3 separate regions of the Hordeum vulgare genome follow, and regions 2 and 3 are each linked to region 1. Evidence: chromatin contacts called from public Hi-C data. All regions are on one chromosome and are shown on one strand. The core of a region is the stretch at or near the end of the contact, and the rest is flanking DNA. Distances in the headings are between cores, read along the strand shown.

Region 1 (3,861 bases), core at 628-3,127:
ATCTTTTGGACACAGAAGTTTAAAACCATGTGTACAATTACCTAACCAGAATTCTCAAGTAAATGCACAATGCAAATACACGGAAGCATAGCGATGTAATTACCAAAGATGTGTTTCGCTGTCTGACTTTACCTATGAAGCTCAGCCACTGGAGAACAAAGCCCAGGAAAAGATACGGAAATAGTGTTGAGCTCTATTTGGAGAAGAGAATTGGTTTCTGAGTCCAGCATATAATCTGATCGGTGCAACCCCAGTCGAATATTCTGGTAAAAAAATAGCATTTGTCAGTACCATACAGTTAGGACATCAACCAAGATAGGGACCAAGAGACTAGACGGATCTATTAATGTTGAGGTATAAAAGTTGAGTGAATAGTAGAGGTGAGATGAATAACCTCCTCCTTGTTTGCATCCATCATCTTCCTGTGAATATCTAAGAGCCTAGAAGTGAAATCATCAACCTGCCTTGTTCTGAAAGTACAAGTATGACTGTATCAGGCTATCAGCCCAAGAGTTCCATTAAAATCCTCACCAAATTGTCAACAATCTGATTCGTTGATATATACTCCCTCCGTTCCAAAATATAAGACCTTTTAGAGATTTCACTAGAAGACTACATACGAAGCAAAATGAGTGAATTTATACTCTAAAATATGTCTATGTACATCCGTATGTAGTTTATAGTACAATCTCTAAAAGGTCTTATATTTAGGAACGGAGGGAGTAGTAGCCTCTAAAAAAGGTCAAGGCAAATCTAAGAATAATTGACATAATCTTTTTTTATCGTGGTCAACTTGCAGGCAGAGCTGTGAACAAAAATCATGCAGAGGTTAACATGGCAACAGCACTCACTTGGACAAGGAATCCTGCAAGAAATCCCCATCCAAGCTAACACGATCCACGAGCTCGTTGAAAAGCGGAGCCAGCTCGCACGCCTGCCTCCAGAAGGACTCCGGGAGACGCGACGGGAGCAGGGAGATTGGAGCGTGGACCAGCCCAACCCCAGGAACTGTTCCTGATCTCTGCAAGAGGGCAGGCAGCAACGATGAATGTTTGGTCATGGACGATAGATACTCCGAGCTCTGCTCGTCGCATCAAGGCTCATCCAAAGATTGCTCGTTCAAAGACTGCGGTCCTGAGCTTGGCCGGCGGATCCAAGAAGATGCTGATTTCCATGGAAGTTTGAACCGAGGACGAGGAGGCGAGAGAACCTTACCGGGTCCGCGCGGTCCCCGACGACGAGCCCGTGCATCGCGCACCACGCCGCCGCGTCCCGCGCCATTTCCTCCACCGCAGCGGCGTCCGGCTTTCCCTCGGCGGTGCTCATCGCCGGCAGTGGTGGGCGCTGGGCGTTCGGGCGGGTGCAGAATTTCTGCGTAGTTTGAGGTGGTATATTCTCAATTTGAAGCTTATGTTATTGGCGTGTGGTGGGGTCTGCGATTTCTAGGGAAATGGAGGGGGCGGCAGGGTCAGGTTTGGTCTAAGATACTAATGTTAACGTAAAGGGAATCAAATTACAGGGTGTGACAGCTCGGTATTGAGAAAATCAAATCTCTTTTGGTTCAGCTGTGTAATGGAAATAGTTACCCAGCGTACTGTCTGGCGATGTAGACGAGTTGGGGCGGCAGCAAACGGGGCTGACGACCAGGGACTGCAACGATGGATACCAGGCGATGGGGCCGCGACCAAAGAGGCTGGCATGGCGCGGATGCGGTGGCGCTGGACAAAGAAGAGAGGATCGAGGGGAGGCAAGGGAGGGCTGGAAGGGGATCAGGTGGCGCCGGTGCCGGATGGGGGACGCGGCGGGCGGCACTGGTCAATGTGGAGGGAATTGTGGGCGGCGGCGAAGGAGGAGGAGGTAGGTAACGCAACTGTTTAATTACTGGGGGTCGTGGGTGGTATCGATCGATAGCAAGTCGGAACCCGGAGGCAACGGATTACAGCGTCCAATTAACGGAGCTTTCTGCCGGAAACAAACATCTCAGTAAAGTGTGCCGGTCACTTTCTCTGCTTGGGCAGCAGCCTCAAACATTAAAAACAAAAAATTCTTCCAGCTGAAAAACTGATGATGGATTAAGCGAATCCAAACCATTCTACTCCTCAACAGTGGAGTGCTATATAGGAGTAGACTATATAAGAATAAAAATAAAAGAACGGTGGTGTGCTATACTACTTTCCTCACCTCCAATTTGTGGTTCAGATGAAACTGGAAGATGCTTTTAGAAAGATACCCATGTCACCTTTTTAGAAGAGGTTTATAAACTGGAAAAGGGATAATTGACCTAATCCTTTTTGTTGAAAGTTATCATCTCGACTCGATATTCGTGATTAGTACCATGTAGCTTTTTGTTAGACTAGCTTGTCAAGACAATCCCGAATATTCGGCTCGTTGTCTAATTATTTAGACACAATTTACCTCTTTCTTAATCCTATTTGGATTTATATCGTGCCAATCCAACATAAGCCCCTATTTTATTTACTTTTTCTATCTAATTTGTTTTCTTACCATTGTATTTCCATTGACAAAGGTCTATTGAACAAATAGAATTTGTAGATAGATGGGTCTCTTTATCCTCACTCCATATTTAATTTTTCTGCTTACACTTCGCTCAAATGATAAGGGTGTTCCTCTTGCATGTATTCTCATACAATATAATATATATATTTTTTAATAAAAATCGCTAAAAAAGGAGAATTTGGCCATCGTGATTAGGGTCGCTCTTTTTTTTCACTTTAGTGGAATTTAACCGGACCTGTTCGTTTTGCCATTTGAGTGTTTTTCATGGTCGATAAAATCTTTCTTTTGATGTCTTGCTATGGCATCATGCATGACATGATCAACAGATTAGTGTCTCGATTCACTGAACCTAAAAGAGATGCTGCACCCCATTATACATACTACTCCCTCAGTTCCTAAATATAAGTCTTTTTTGAGATTTCACTATGGACTACATACAGAGCAAAATGGATGTATCTATACTCTAAATGATGTCTATATACATCCGTATATAGTCTTCTAGTGAAACATCTACAAGGACTTATATTTAGGAACAAAGGGAGTACGTACCAGTAAATGGAAGAAAACCTTTATACTAGAGTAACATATTTAAACGGAACAAAGAAAGAAATCTGGATCATGCTTGGCACGTCTCCAGTTTCTCAACGCACCATGAATTTAAGCGGTGATCATCGAAATAGCATTACAACGAGCATCAAATTTGGATACAATGGAAAGAATCCCAGTGTTGTAGAAAATTTATTATTGCTAAGAAGAGAAGACCATGGATTCGAGATCGCATAGAGCCATGAAATCTAAGCTCAGCATACCAAACTTGTCTGACAAAAATGATGTACAGATTTGTTGTTTCCCACTTGAAACACTATTTCCTTAATTATAAGAACTAAGAGAAAACTTCCAGCACAGCTCTGTGGTGGGACCAAAAAACCGTTGAGGACCGTGCCTGGCGATTGAACACTGGCAATCATAATTCTTTTGGCAAAGCTGCAGAAGGACATTTTCCTAAGGTATTCCATAGTATGTAGTCTCCAGAAGAGGCCTGCCAAAGGAGAGCAATGTTATCAAAGAGTATCTTGTATTGATGGTCCGCACAGGGGTCTCGTAACCGATTAGCAATAATACGGTAATTCAAGTACAATTCATATGTTTGGATATACAGATCAAATGTCTATTTGTGGAACAAATCTTTTGTAATGTTAGTCTAGCATAAATTATATTGTGGATCAAATGCCTGGTTTGGGCAACTAGGCATCAACTAATTACTCTAGAGGGAAGCCAGAGGCCTGCACAGGCCTAACCCCCTCCCCGATCCCCACCCACACACACTGCCGCGTGTGCCTCGCC
Region 2 (4,463 bases), core at 135-2,634, 520 kb after region 1:
TTAAGGCACTCCATAACTTTGTCCGTCCTCTCGTCATTGCCAAGATAACCCCAAACGAATAACTCCCAGGTGCTATAGCTGGGTTTGACTCCTTTCTGCACAATGTATTGAAGAAAACTCTCTGCCTTCTCCATCTCGCCATTCTTGATGTAAAATGAAAGGATGGTGTTCGGGATCCTTGAATCTTTTGTTCCTGACTGTGACTCCCATTCGCCGTAAACAAACTCTGCTGCCGCAATATCGCCAAACCTTGTAAGCGAAGTAAGCATGCACTTGTACTCGGCGTCGCTGAACTTCCTGAAGGTTTGCCTCATCTTGCTCCACACCCTGTCCAAGTTACCTCTGTCTGACAGGCTTGCGTACATGGTGAGAAGTGACGAGTAGGCGGCTCGCTCCTTTCTGGAGGCCCTCTTTTCCATCTCCACAAGCGCATCCCGGCCTTTGACATGAAGACCGGCATTGATGTAAATGCTAGCCAGCAGGCTGAAGGTCATCCAGTCAGGGACCACCCTGTCATCTTTCATGAGATCAAAGACCTTCTCGGCGCTTTTCACGCTGTTCTTCCTGGAGCAGTAGGTGAGCCATATGTTGTACGTGACCAGGTCTGGGATGGTGTACCTCCTGAGCTCCTTGATCATCTCGGGCACCTTCTCCAGCTCACCGACCGACATGTAGAGCGACATCATGTGATTGAATGGGAGCGCGCACGTGAGATACCCTGCGTCGGCCATCTCCTTGAGCATGGCCTCGGCCTTGTCGCGTGCGCCGTGCTGCACGTAGGCGTGCAGGAGGGAGTTGCAGGTGGACGGCCCCTTGGCTCGCTCGGGGACGTCCTCGAAGAACTTCTCGGCGCTAGCCAGGCCCCGCACCTTGGCGACGAGGTCGAGGTGCACGGCGTGGTCCCCTGGCAGCAGCCTGATCTCCGGCTGCGTCCTCATCCACTCGCAAATCTGCATTCGGGCGGGGCGGGGCGGGGTCAGGTCGACAGGCAATACGGCGAACAGGTGGCGGGCGGGCGGGCGCGCGCTGGTAGCTAGGTGCAACGCGTCGGCGTCGGCGCGGCAATGTCGCGTACCTCGAGGGCGTGCTTGAAGCGACGGTACTTGCGGAGCTCGCGGACGACGCGGTTGAGCTGGTACTTGTGCACCGCGCGGCCTTCCTCCGCCCACCGGCGCAGCACCACCACCGCGCTCCGCTTCGGGTAGATGAGCTTCAGCAGGCGCTTCCCCAGCGTGTCCCCGCCCCCCACGGAGATCGACCCTCCAGCTCCTCCCGTTGACGCCGCCGGGGCGGAGGCGGAGAGCAGCCTCGCGTAGCCGGTGGCGGCCGCTAGCCGGCGGGAGAGCATGGCCTCGCAATATTTTCTTAGGGAGAATTTTTTTTGTCTTTCACTTGGAACTAACGGGCCTGACTCATATAATCAATCTCTCTGGAAGGAGGAGGATGCCTGCCTTCTTCTCAGGCCTGGTACTGGGAGGCCCATCGCAGGCCCACGTAGGAAAAGGCTGTGGGTACAAAACCCCCAGCCCCGAGGGACCTAGGCGCAAGAGCTCCCACCCATCCCCGCCGTGCCCGTGCTCCCCCGTCCCAAGGGGAAGGAGCTCTCTCTCCCCCCCTCCGCAGTCCAAACGAAATTAAGAGAAATCTCCCCCAAAGTTTTCGAATCCTCACCCAAATCGGTTTGAATCGGCCACCCACCCCACCAAACGAACCCATCTGGTTCCGGGCTCTGGTGGCCGTGGCGACTGGCGAGCGAGCGAGCACCCCATCTCGCCCCGCCCGCCTCCCATGGCGTTTCACGTCGCGTGCCCCATCACTTGGTATCATCCCTTTACGTTACACCCCTCTTCCTCCTCCCCCTCCCCCCTCCCCCTCTCGGCCTCGGTATCTCTCGTTCTCTTCACCGCCCGCCCCCCCTTCCTCTCGCGCGCTGACGGCTTCTCTTCCTTCCTTTGTGCAGCCGGAGGGTGTGCGACTGCGAGCTAGGGTTCGGCGCCGCGAGGGCCAGTAACAGGGCGGGGGCATGGGCGGGCGCTGCGGCGGCGCTCGAGGGCTTCCTCGCCGATCCGTGGCTGCTGAGGCCGGCGGGGGCCGGGGATGGCCTAGAGCCCGGCACGGTGCAGGTGGAGGTGCCGCCGCTCGAGCTGCCGGAGGAGGGCGAGGACGAGGCGTGCAGGGCGGCCATGCAGCGCCAGGCCGCCGCCGCCGAGGACTTCGCCAGGCGCCTCGAGGGCGCCTATGGATCTCCGGTGAGCCGAATCTCGGACGCACTTGCTTCTGCCTAGGGCTTATTCCGCCTGGGTTTCCCCGTCCTTGCCAAGGACCTAAGGTTTACGGTTTTTGGTAGCGCTCATGACGATGATTCTAGCTAATATCGGTGTAGGCGCATTTCGGGTTCTGTGCCTTCCAGACTGTTTAGCTGTCTGGTTACTGCGAATTTCCGAAGGTTTTGGTGTAGATTTGTTGGGAAGTCTGAATTGGGATGATAATGGGCTGCTGGGAGATCGAATGCTAGCGCAGCAGTTTGCACCTTTTATGTTCTGAGGTTATAAGAGTGTGTACTGGCTCCAGGTAGGTATTTGCGGGAATCCTGGTTAGATTTTAGAGCCAGGTTTGGATTTTTGGGTAAATACCACTGTCAACATTCTGACATTCATTGCTCATCAGTTTCGTGTGGCTCAGAGGAATTCGATGTCCTTGAGTGGTTGTATGCACGAGGATTATGCCAGATGGAATTGACCATGTCCTTTGCTGATTCCGGTGTATTACTTTGAGTGGACTATAGGGCCGTGCTCTGTCTTTTGAGGTTTTGTTATGCTACGGCCAAGTTGGTATGTTTTGGTGTTTAATAAGTGCTGTGATTACTGGTGCTAGTCTCTGTTGGTTGTGCTTGTGCATAGTTGGTGCTGCTCTATACTTTGCGGGCATGCATTGGGGGAGCCCTGGTTCTAGGAATAATATAGCCATATACGAGTATACCTGTATATTATCCAGACGTGTGTCTTAATGAGAGCAAGCATTACTCGTGCAACCCCCCACCCCCGAAAGAGAAATGGACTTCTCATTTACGTTAGTCACGCATTCATGGAGACCTTGCTCTATATTCAACTTACCTTTGCGGTAACATGATAATAGCTGCAGTAAGATATATAAGCTAGTTTGTATGTTTTCTGTTTCAATGAAGCAATATCTTATTGATATCCTGCGTTTAGCTGTTTATATAGCCGTGGTGCCTTTTTTGTTTCCAAATTTGGTAATCAAATATTGCTTTTCTCAGTTTTGGCATTCAACTCCCACCAATGTTAACATTGCAACTTTCAACTCCTAAACTATTTTTTAACCCTGAACTAGAGAACCCACTCAAACTTTTACAACGTCGGTCCCGTTTCAGATGGTTCGTGCTGACTCAGATGCTACGAAGCGGACAACCTGGACAACTTATCCACTTCAGTGGACTGACACATCAGCAAACTACATAAAAAATACTTAGCAGCCTTAATAGCAAGATGAATAAGTTCTTCATGTAGTTTGCTGTCGCGGATAAGTTGTATCCAAGTCGCCTGACATCCGAGTCGGTACAAAACCATCTGAGACGGGGACAAGGTTATAAAGCGAACGGATTTCATAGTTCGGGGTTAAAAATAAACTGTCTGAAGTTTGTAATGTGAACTTCGGTGAGACTTGAAGGTTGTAAAGTGGACTTTCTTCAATTAGAAATGTCACATAATTTATAACCAGCGTATTAGATTCCTGATTCTTGTCAGTTCATCGTTATCACGGGTAGGTTTATACTTCTATGCTGGAACAGTGGAGTTCACAACTAAATACCTTCTGAAAATATTATTTTATACTTTTTCCAGGAGGCTGAAGGAGATGAAGATGACTCAGACCGAGAAGATCAAGGGAATGCTGCTGTCAAGGTTATGTGCCGCTTATGCTTCTCTGGAGAAAACGAGGGCAGCTCAAAAGCTGCCAAAATGCTTCCATGCAAACTCTGCAACAAGAAGTATCATAAGAAGTGTGTGAAAAACTGGGGTGAACATAGAGGTAATTAAATTTTTTATTCCCTGAGTGCGTCTTAAACACTGTCTTTTGTATTCTTTGATGATATCCATTCCATCTAGATCTCTTCCACTGGAGCTCGTGGATCTGTTCCTCTTGCCGCAGCTGTGAGGTTGGTTGTCTATCAACATCTATTAACATCATTATGCTTACCTTGTACAGTACATGTGTATTTCCCAACTATCAGAGCTTTTGTGACACCAGAAGTATTTAAGTGTTTGGTGGAAGGGATTGAGTGGCCGTGGGTATCCCCAACCACCTGGTTAGGGATAGTCACTTTTTTGTTTGGTTGAGTAGAATCCACAAGTGGTTGAAGATAATTATTCTGTGTTTGGTTTGAGGGATGAGTGGTGGATAAGAGTTCGAGTAACCTTCTTCTATTGAGGCGGTGAGATTACCAC
Region 3 (4,196 bases), core at 208-2,707, 740 kb before region 1:
CTATAGACATGCCCAGAATGTAGCAAGGAAAATTAGCCAAGTTATTTTGTACCTCCTGAGTTCCCTTTAGCCCATATTAAGTTACAGACTTCTACATGCTGTCTCACTGAGCCTTTCATGATTTTAGACCTGTAAAACTAAGCTCAGGTTCACAAAAGAGTGGATGCATACAGCCTAGTGTGCCAAAAAAGAGGAATTTAAAAATGCAAAGCAAAAAACAGCGGATCTTGCCTTGCCATATATATTGTTATTACAAAACTAAAACATAAGCGTGCACATATAATCATCTAGTTTTGCAAATGTGGTCAATAATTCCTCAACTCCAGCTTCTTAAATAGATTGTTGAACTACTCTAGATCAGAACATTCTAAACAAAAGCATTCTAGATGATACCAGGAAACTGCAATCTACTATCCACTAAAACATAAGCGTGCACATATAATCATCTAGTTTTGCAAATGTGGTCAATAATTCCTCAACTCCAGCTTCTTAAATAGATTGTTGAACTACTCTAGATCAGAACATTCTAAACAAAAGCATTCTAGATGATACCAGGAAACTGCAATCTATTATCCACTGGGGAAACCCATCTTGGTTGCACCTAATTTTGATCAGAGCATTAATGAAATACGAAACTGCTATTTCCTGCGATACACACCAACATACCCTGGAGAATCTTAGAAACACAGAAACACAGAACGAAATTCACCAAATTTAGAGAAATTTTGAAATAGCATTCATGTTGGTAAGTTAAATTAGAGTGCACTGATTTTCAGCATTATACCAAAGAGCAAGAGCAGGGGGGCATGAGATGAACACAAATAAAGCCACAGAAAAACTTCACGCACCTCAAGTCCTCAACTCGGCTTGTTCGCCACCTAAGCTGCCACTTGTTGTGTCTGCTCGAGCGCCATGGAAGAAACCCTCCGATGCATCACCACAATAGGCTTTGGAAACGGATCCTGCTGGACTTCAAGTCTGCCATTAGCCCATTACCGCAGACCTGTATGATGTGTTCTTGTATGTGGACGCCGGGGGCGACCCCTGCACAAGACTTGACGGGTTTCGCGAGAGACGGCCACTGGCGCAGTACAACGGATGGGGCCCTAAGACGCAGACCTCGTGGGTGCACCGCCGGTAGGGCAGCTGCTTCCACGTACGGTCCGACTTCCGGTGACTGTCGCCTCTCGGCCATCTCCAGGAAAGCAGCGACACACCACATCGGGGGGGGGGGGGGGGGGGGGGCAGCTGAGAGATGGTTCGTCCACGACGGACAGCGAGGGATGTCGGCGACGAACGGGTGATGCTCGCCTGTGAGGGATGTGCCGGAGGCGGCGGCGGATGGCGTGCTCTGTTTTTTCTCTGTACGCCTGAAGAATAAGGAAAGAACGAAAGATTGACAGTGGATAATGGGGCCCAGCTGGAGATATTTTGATGGCCTCTAACGGTAATATCTCCGAGTCAGATGAAATAATAAAAACAAAGGAAAAAAGAAAAATGGGCAAACACGTCTCAACCAGGAGGGGTCCATCGCTTACCACTGGAATTACACCGGAGAAGAGCCTGCTTAGTAGGTAATATAGTACTTTCTCCGTTCTAAAATAACTGTCTCAACTTTGTACTAGTTCTAGTATAAATTTATACTAAGCTTAAGACATTTATTTTAGGACGGAGGGAGTATATTGTATTATTTCGTGACGTTGAGAAAAAAATATGAATTCGATAAAGTACATGAAAAGGTATAAAATATTACGAAATTAAGAAAAAGTTTGTGAAATTTGAAAAAGTACATGAATTTAGAAAAACAAATTTTTATAGCAGTTTATGAAAAATGAAAAAAGTTCACAGATTTTGAAAAAAAGTTTGTGGCTATGAAAAATGTTTATCGATTTTGAAAAAAAAAGTCATTGATTTCAAAAAGTTCATGAACATGAAAAACATCAAAGAACTGAAAAAAATGCAAAACTTGAAAAGGTTCGTTATTTGAAAGAAGTTCACAAAAATGAAAAATATCACAAAAAAGGTAAATAGGTTCATAAATAGGAAAAAACTTCACAGAATTTGGAGGAGGTCAGTGAATTTTAGAAAACATATCACGGATTTGCAAAAAAATCACAAAATTGAAAAAAGTTCACGAGTTTGAAAAAATGTTTGTGAACTTGAAAATTGTTTCTGTATTTGGATTTTAAAATGTTCGTGAATATTTAAAAAGTCAACGAGTTTGAAAAAATGTTTGTGAACTTGAAAATTGTTTCTGCATTCGAATTTTAAAATGTGTGTGAGTCTTTTCTGCATTCAAATTTTAAAATGTTTGTAAGAATTAAAAAGTACAAGTTTGGAAAAGTTCAGGAATTTGCAAAAGGTTTGCGGATTGGAAAAATGGTTCACGAATTTTAAAAAAGTTCACAAGTAAAAAAACGAACAAATTAAAAAAAATCGTGAAAAAAACAAAATGAAAAAACTAAATCAAAAAAGACCGAGAAAACATTGGGTAAGTGAACCGATAATGTGCACAACAAAAAGAGAAAAAAGTAGAAGTAGGCACAACAAGTGATATGTACCGGGTGGTTACTCCCCCCGTTGGAAATAAAACATGAGGTTTGGATTTTGAATCTTAACTCGTGCATTATTTTTGAATTTTAATAAAATGAAAAAGAAAGTTAAAAGGGTCAAGGCCAAAACGGAGAGAGCGAGTGCACCAGTTTGTGGGTAAGCCTATAACTAGCGACGAGGGCACCAAATAGGAGTTCGATACATCGAGTACACTTCTGAGGCGAGGTGCATCGATCTCAGTTCGATCGTCTCCTCTGTAATGCCCCAAGTGCAACATTGCCATATTTGGACCTTGCCATGTTTGGATCCATGATGTCATTCTATGGTGTTATCATTTCATGTGTTATTTCATGTGGTCTTCCCTTGTCTTCCCCTTTGCATTTATGCATCCATAGCATACATACCTTGTTTGTGTGTTGTGGTGTTGATCTTTATGTGTGTTTGTGATGAGTATGTGGTGTGTGAAGTGATGAGGAAAGCTTGGGTTCCAACTTTGCTCTTTTAGCCAAAAGCTAGGTTTCAACTAAACCTTTTCTTCTTATTTTTCCTTAAGTTCAAGTTTTACTTGCTTTAACCCTGTTTGAAAAATGTAGTCCATTTAGAGTATTTCCTCGTGGATGTGGTGCTATGTCTAGGGATTTTAAAACTTATCTTCAGAGGGGTATTTATTCACAAAACAGATTATATAATTCTGTTTTGTAAATATTTCTTTGCTCCAAAAATCCTCTTTTCATTTTATTTAAATAGGTCTTATTTCCCTTATGACCAGGGACATTTTTTTTTCAAGCCTAGATTTAACTAGGAGTTTATTTTCTGTTGTGATTTTGTTTTAATAAAAAACCCAGAGGGTTTTCTTCTCTTCTATCTGGCGCCACTAAGTGGGCTTCCTCCCCCTCGCTGGCCCATCTCCCCTCTCCTCTCGCTAGTCAGCCCAACTCCCGTGTCCGTCATCCTCCTCCTTTCTAGCGAGGCACCGACCCCACGCGTCAGCCTCTCTCTCTCATTCCCCTTTTCACCGATGCTCCTCCTTGACGCACATGGGCACCGACAGCGCGTCCCTCTCCTCCTCCTCCTCCTATAAAGCCCCTCGACGTCTGGGCCTTTAGGGTTCCTCCTAGCCGCTGCCACCTCCTTTCCATCTTCCTCCTCCCTCTCCCTGGCGTCGCTAGGAGGCGGTCCGAGCTCCTCCTCCGCCATGGCCGACCCCTGCTGAGGTCGCCGCCATCCATGCAGTTCATTTTCTTCCTCTCCAATCGATCCAGGAGCACGCAGAGTACCAGGGGAGTCCGTTCCCACAGCTAGGAGACGTCGATCGCCTCTGCTTCCTCGACGTCAACGACGACCCCTTCTTCCTCCTCTGCTCCGACGACTGCTTCCGCAACGTCTTCTTCCTCGTTGACCCCTTCTTCCTCTCCGTCAAGCGCGTCCTCCTCGGCGAGTGGGTGAGCAGTCGATCTCCTCCCATTCCCCTGTCAGTAGGATCTCGCCTAGAGCCGTAGATGTGCCCCGTGGTTCCTCTCTATCGCCGGCGCCGCCGTGTACGTAGATAGGTCGCCGCAGTGGCCCTCTCATGGGTCTTAGGTGTGAAATGGATCCGCCGTGAGTCCCTCTTCCAACCCACAACTAGTCACTCCTTGATTTAG

What was found. A called contact is a pair of places that touch in the nucleus more often than the background predicts.
Region 2: a contact with region 1 is called in a Hi-C map of leaf, with 4 times the contacts expected there. The contact joins the promoter of LOC123452472 here to the promoter of LOC123395067 in region 1. A contact is called at or near these places in 4 of 6 Hi-C or Micro-C datasets (leaf and seedling) and 1 of 1 datasets of contacts at active chromatin or transcription factors (embryo).
Region 3: a Hi-C map of leaf shows a contact between it and region 1, with 7 times the contacts expected there. The contact joins the enhancer-like site here to the promoter of LOC123395067 in region 1. A contact is called at or near these places in 4 of 6 Hi-C or Micro-C datasets (leaf and seedling).

What each region holds. Positions count from the first base shown.
Region 1 is chr5H:136,769,772-136,773,632 of MorexV3_pseudomolecules_assembly, forward strand. It overlaps LOC123395067 (glutathione synthetase, chloroplastic-like), which reads right to left and starts at 1,878. Exons shown (of 14, transcript XM_045089995.1): 1 at 1,587-1,878; 2 at 1,216-1,371; 3 at 852-1,021; 4 at 395-470; 5 at 133-263. The coding sequence starts at 1,700. It overlaps LOC123395952 (AP-5 complex subunit mu), which reads right to left. Exons shown (of 8, transcript XM_045090975.1): 8 at 3,105-3,556. The coding sequence ends at 3,482.
Region 2 is chr5H:137,292,165-137,296,627 of MorexV3_pseudomolecules_assembly, forward strand. LOC123452472 (pentatricopeptide repeat-containing protein At4g02820, mitochondrial) reads right to left here and starts at 1,385. Exons shown (of 2, transcript XM_045129123.1): 1 at 1,076-1,385; 2 at 1-950. The coding sequence starts at 1,348. It overlaps LOC123399936, which reads left to right and starts at 1,546. Exons shown (of 12, transcript XM_045094327.1): 1 at 1,546-1,820; 2 at 1,961-2,249; 3 at 3,861-4,047; 4 at 4,125-4,174. The coding sequence starts at 1,789.
Region 3 is chr5H:136,032,269-136,036,464 of MorexV3_pseudomolecules_assembly, forward strand. It overlaps LOC123396419 (far upstream element-binding protein 1-like), which reads right to left. Exons shown (of 8, transcript XM_045091358.1): 3 at 1,276-1,370. Among protein-coding and RNA genes, the nearest start is that of LOC123396418, 23 kb to the left of the region's middle. Within about 2 kb of position 1,458, at least 1 of the 3 cell types and tissues checked has open chromatin away from gene starts, as enhancers often do. A contact at or near this core is called in leaf, where this site is marked.